2 separate regions of the Mus musculus genome follow, and region 2 is linked to region 1. Evidence: chromatin contacts called from public Hi-C data. All regions are on one chromosome and are shown on one strand. The core of a region is the stretch at or near the end of the contact, and the rest is flanking DNA. Distances in the headings are between cores, read along the strand shown.

The links. A called contact is a pair of places that touch in the nucleus more often than the background predicts.
Region 2: a Hi-C map of the C10 cell line shows a contact between it and region 1, with 9 times the contacts expected there. The contact joins the promoter of Bcr here to the promoter of Ube2d1 in region 1. A contact is called at or near these places in 1 of 39 promoter capture datasets (cranial neural crest) and 1 of 484 Hi-C or Micro-C datasets (the C10 cell line).

The regions. Positions count from the first base shown.
Region 1 is chr10:71,284,011-71,286,710 of GRCm38.p6, forward strand. Ube2d1 (ubiquitin-conjugating enzyme E2D 1) reads right to left here and starts at 1,252. Exons shown (of 7, transcript NM_145420.2): 1 at 1,091-1,252. The coding sequence starts at 1,114.
Region 2 is chr10:75,059,639-75,062,420 of GRCm38.p6, forward strand. It overlaps Bcr (BCR activator of RhoGEF and GTPase), which reads left to right and starts at 1,258. Exons shown (of 23, transcript NM_001081412.2): 1 at 1,258-2,672. The coding sequence starts at 1,388.

The sequences.
Region 1 (2,700 bases), core at 2-2,501:
CGAAAGATGCCTGTTTCCTACCACTCTAACTCAGAACATTTTCAGTCAAGTGTAGCTGGAAAGGTTGATAAAACGTTTGGGGAGCCAACCATTTCTTGTGAAATCAATTACCAAACACATTATCCACTGTTGGCGCATTTGCTTCTAAAGCGATCCCAAACACCACGTTCCCAGCAGCAAGGACTACCGCTGTAAAATGTTAAAAGATACTTGAGATAGGGGACAGGCCAACAAGAGAAGTGGGTGCGGTAAAGAATACAAAGAGAGGGTTGGAACCGATCCTATGTAAGGACTGACTGTCCCTTCGATTGTCTTCCTCATTCTCTATTCACACATCAAAGCATCCAAACAATTTAATTTGTGGTCCTTAGTGTTGTGTCTTCAACTCTACATCTAAGTTTATCGTGAGGGTGTGAAGAAAAAAATACAAAACAAAACCAACAACCTGCTTAGCTTACCTAGCCATGAATCACAGCCAGGAGCTCATCTTGCTGTGTATCAGCAACTATGTTCTCAGTACAGCTATGTGACCTGAAGTGGCAGCTGCGTGCAGAACCACCAAAATAGCAGGGGCAAGAGCTCTCTGCTGGCTCCTCGGCCCCAATCTCGCGTTCCCAGCCCTTTCCTCCCACTGAGCACCAGCCGACTGCAGAGCCCAGAAAGACCCAGCCCCACGCTCTGAGAATAAAGGCCGTAGGCCCACCACACCTTCCCTGCCCTCTCGGGGAACCCGGGGTGCGAACACAGCAAGGAGGGCTCCGGGGACATTGTGAGGACGCACAGCGGGATAGGGGACGAAGGCCGCCCGTTGCAGAGCAAGCCCCGGCCCAGCGGGGATGCACACACCCCGGGACAATCTGGCCACCCCACGGGCACCCGCACCCGAGGTTCTAGGCTCATCCTGGAAAGGGCACGACCGGATCGGGTCGCCCCGAGGTTCCAAGTACCCAGACCTTGCGGATGCACGCCTCACCTGTGCGGGCCGATCCGTACCCCGGCCTCCCCAGTGTCCGCGCCCCTCCCACACCGTGCGCCCCGGGTTCCTGGGGACATCTTGGGGACACCCAGGCCGGTTCTGGCAGCCACTCACTTTCTGGATCCGCTTCAGCGCCATGGGGCAGGCGGCGGGGGCTGCGGAGTGTCCGCGTGTCCCGGGCTGCCGCCTCGCAGGGCTGCTCCGTGTGCGCCCGGGCGCGGTGCGCGAGTGTGCGGGCGGCGGCGCCGGACTCTTTTGTTTCCGCCTTCGCTTGCTGGGAAGGAGCCTGCGCCCTCCCCGCCGCGCCCCGCCCGCCTGGCACACTGGGAAGTGTAGTCCCAGGCTCGGCCTCTGCCGCCCGCGCGGACGTCGTCCGGTCACCCGTGGGTGACAGCTGCGACCAGGCTGCTGCCGCTCCCTGCAGCCGCTCTGCAGAGCAAGGTCTCGAATCTGCAAAAACCCAGACAGCAGGTGAGCTGTCGCTCCTAGGAGCTGCTGTGAACCACGGCTCGCTCCTCCTCGCACAGACCCTGCGGCGGATCTTAACTTCCTTTGCAGATAATTCTGACTCTTCCCCGCTCGCCCCTGAGGGCGTGAGGAGTCTTCGTCAATTGTACTCCACCTTTCTTTCTTTCTTTCTTTCTTTCTTTCTTTCTTTCTTTCTTTCTTTCTTTCTTTCTTTCTTTCTTTCTTTCTTTCTTTCTTTCTTTCTTTCTTTCTTTCTTTCTTCCTTCCTTCCTTCCTTCCTTCCTTCCTTTCTTTCTTTCTTTTTTTTTTTTTGAAACAGGGTTTTCCTTTATGTCTTTTTGTCTCCACCTCCCAAAAACGGGATTGAAGACAGCTTTCCACACACCCAACCGTTACGTGGTCTCTGGCATCCGAACTCAGGTCCTCAGGCTTTGCGGCAAGCAGTTTACCCACTGAGGTGTCCTCCAGCCCCTTCTCAGTTCTTGTGATCTCAGATCTTGCTTGTCCTTTCAACCATGACTTCTTGGCTTGGCACCTGCAGGTCAGTCTTGGATTTCTGACGGCGTTGGTCAGTCTTAGGTTTCTGATGACTAAAGTCAATCCATTCCTTATCTAAAATGGTTTTGAATCCCATATTGCTTCTCAAAACACTCAACGCTCACTGTCGCGGCTTCCACAGTGTCTCTGCAGCTGGATCAGCCACATCTGGGAAGTTCTCTTCTCCGCCTTTGCAGTGGTCCACAGAAGACCAGCCCCACGCCCTCTGCAGAAACTAGAGATGGGTTGCGGCCCAGAAAGCTTCGAGGGACTGTGCTTTGCAGAGGTCCCCTCAAGCAGTCCTGCTCTGTCTGCATATTGGTCTACTTTCCTGTCCATCCGCCCCCCCTCCCCTTGTGTGTGTGTGTGTGTGTTTGTGAAATTATTTCCCAGGAGCTGTACTCCTTGTTTTTTGAGACAGAGTCTCTCACAGGGACCTGGAGCTCACCTATTGGGCTAACCTGGCCAGGTATCTGCTGTCTTTACCTGCTCAGCACTGATTTTACACACAAGCCCCACCATGCCTACATTTATGCTTGCTTGTCAACACTTTATAGACATTGTCTTCCCACTTATTATTATTATTAATTATTATTACTGCTTTATCTCACCCCAAAAGAAGAGTGGCATTAATGCAATTCATCTTTTTAGCTAGAGACCAAACCATAAATCAACCCTTCTTGTGTCAGATCATGGAACTCAGGGTCTCATGCACACTA
Region 2 (2,782 bases), core at 8-2,507, 3.8 Mb after region 1:
GGATGGAAGCGAGTTCCAGGGCCGGAAAGAGAATCCCGGCCTAAGTCAGGGAGGCCCTGCTGATCTGGCTGCTGGCGCTGGGCTCTAATTCTCTAGAAAAGCATGATAACAGTTTATAACCAAGGAAATAACAGTTGTGGAAGCAGGTGTTCTGGTTTTATCTCAGAGCTCGGGGAAACTGAGGCACGGAGATGGGAGAAGTGGTCAAAATTGAAGCTGTTCTTCAGCTGCCAAATCCTATTGCCTTTCACCTCACCCAGCAGGCTGGCCTGGGTTTCATTTTGTATTCTGGAGAGTTCCTGCAGAGAGCATCTCTGCTAAGTGCCTCAGATCCCTAAGCTTCGTTGGGAGCCATTAAAGATTTCCTGTCTTCCACCAGCTCTGTTGCTGAGAAGGAGGTGTGCGATCCTTTCACAGAAAGAAAAAGACCCCGAAAATACTACATTGGCCTCCAGAGGTCAAAAGTCATTACTCAGGAAGGGAGATACGTTGACCGAACAGATGGGGAGACATTCCTAAGTTATCATTCAGTGTAAGGAGTCCGGTGACAACTGAGTGGCCATTGTGAAGCTTCATCACCCACCTCCAGCACCAGAGGTTCACTGGCTAGCACCCGGGCTGTTGGCTTGCACCGTTGACCTGCCCCGGTTGATTTCTCAATAGTTTGGGCCCTGCTGGGTGTTCATTGGTGCGGTCAGCACCGAGGTTGGTGGATGCAGAAAAGAGGAAACAGGCATGAGAGTCTCCGTGGTGAAAGGATCGCTTCGAATCACCCGGTCTGGGGCGCCTCTGTGTACAGAAGGGGATCAGACCGGTTAGCAGCCGTCCCGGGTCCGATTTAAGGACCCAACGCTCTTCCCGCGGCGCGGCCCCTTTAAGAGGCGCGCCCAGCCCCGTCAGCCGCTCCGCGGCCACCGCCCCCCGGTCCTCCCCTTCCTGCAGCGCTGAGTGCGGGCCGGGGCGGGAGTGCGGCGAGAGCTGGCCGTGTCGAGCGGAGCGCCTGCCCGGAAAGCTGCGGAGCGGGGCGGGGCGGCGCGGGAACCGGAGGCGAGGAGCCCGCGGGGCTGCGGCCGTGGGCCGGCGGTGGGCCTGCTCTGCGGAGGACGGCTCCCGCCGCCGCCGCGCGCGCTGCGGAGCCCCGCACACAATAGCGGCGTGCGCAACCCCGCGCCCTTCCCCCCGCCCGCGCGCGCCCCCCACCCCCAGCCGCCGCCGCCGAGCCTCCCACCTCACCTGCGGCCCCCGGGGGCGGGCATTGTTCGCCGCCGCATCCGCGGGGCCATGGGAGCCACCGGGCTCCCCAGCCCGGGCCCGGTGAGAACGCCGCGCCGCCGCTGAGCCGGACTCCGGGCGCGCAGCTCGGCGGCGCAGGTGAGCCGGCCGCGCCATGGTGGACTCGGTGGGCTTCGCCGAGGCGTGGAGGGCGCAGTTCCCGGACTCGGAGCCGCCGCGCATGGAGCTGCGCTCGGTGGGTGACATCGAGCAGGAGCTGGAGCGCTGCAAGGCCTCCATTAGGCGCTTGGAGCAGGAGGTGAACCAGGAGCGCTTCCGCATGATCTACCTGCAGACGCTGCTGGCCAAGGAGAAGAAGAGCTACGATCGGCAGCGCTGGGGCTTCCGCCGTGCAGCGCAGCCCCCCGACGGCGCCGCCGAGCCCCGAGCGTCCGCCCCGCGCCCGCCGCCCGCGCCCGCCGACGGCGCAGACCCGGCGCCCGTCGAGGAGTCCGAGGCGCGGCCGGACGGAGAGGGGTCACCGAGTAAGGGGCGGTCAGCGTCCGCCCGCAGGCCAGCGGCTGCTGCATCGGCGGACCGGGACGACCGAGGGCCCCCCACCAGCGTGGCGGCGCTCAGATCCAACTTCGAGAAGATCCGCAAGGGACCTGCCCAGCCCGGCTCTGCCGACGCCGAGAAGCCCTTCTACGTGAACGTCGAGTTCCACCACGAGCGCGGCCTGGTGAAGGTCAACGACAAAGAGGTGTCCGACCGAATCAGTTCCCTGGGCAGCCAGGCCATGCAAATGGAGCGCAAGAAGTCCCAGCAGAGCGCCGGGCAGGGCCTGGGGGAAGCACCCAGACCCCATTACCGTGGGCGCTCCTCGGAAAGCAGTTGCGGCCTTGACGGTGACTATGAGGATGCAGAGTTGAATCCCCGCTTCCTGAAGGACAACCTAATAAATGCCAACGGCGGCAACAGGCCCCCTTGGCCGCCCCTGGAGTACCAACCCTACCAGAGCATCTATGTCGGAGGCATGATGGTGGAAGGGGAGGGCAAGAGCCCTCTCCTGCGAAGCCAGAGCACTTCAGAGCAGGAGAAACGCCTAACCTGGCCTCGCAGGTCCTACTCGCCTCGGAGTTTCGAGGACAGCGGAGGTGGCTACACGCCGGACTGCAGCTCCAACGAGAACCTCACCTCCAGCGAGGAGGACTTTTCCTCTGGCCAGTCCAGCCGCGTGTCACCAAGCCCCACCACCTACCGCATGTTCCGGGACAAGAGCCGCTCACCCTCGCAGAATTCGCAGCAGTCCTTTGACAGCAGCAGCCCCCCGACGCCACAGTGCCAGAAGCGGCACCGGCAGTGCCAGGTTGTGGTGTCTGAGGCTACCATCGTGGGTGTCCGCAAGACTGGGCAGATCTGGCCCAGTGATGGGGACAGCACCTTTCAAGGGGAAGCAGGTGAGTGCCTTGTGTGGGCATACTTGGACCTGTTCTGGACTCTTGAAGTAGATTGGCATGGGAGAAAATGGGTACTTTTTGGAGTGATTTTCAAGTGCTTTTGTGCCTCT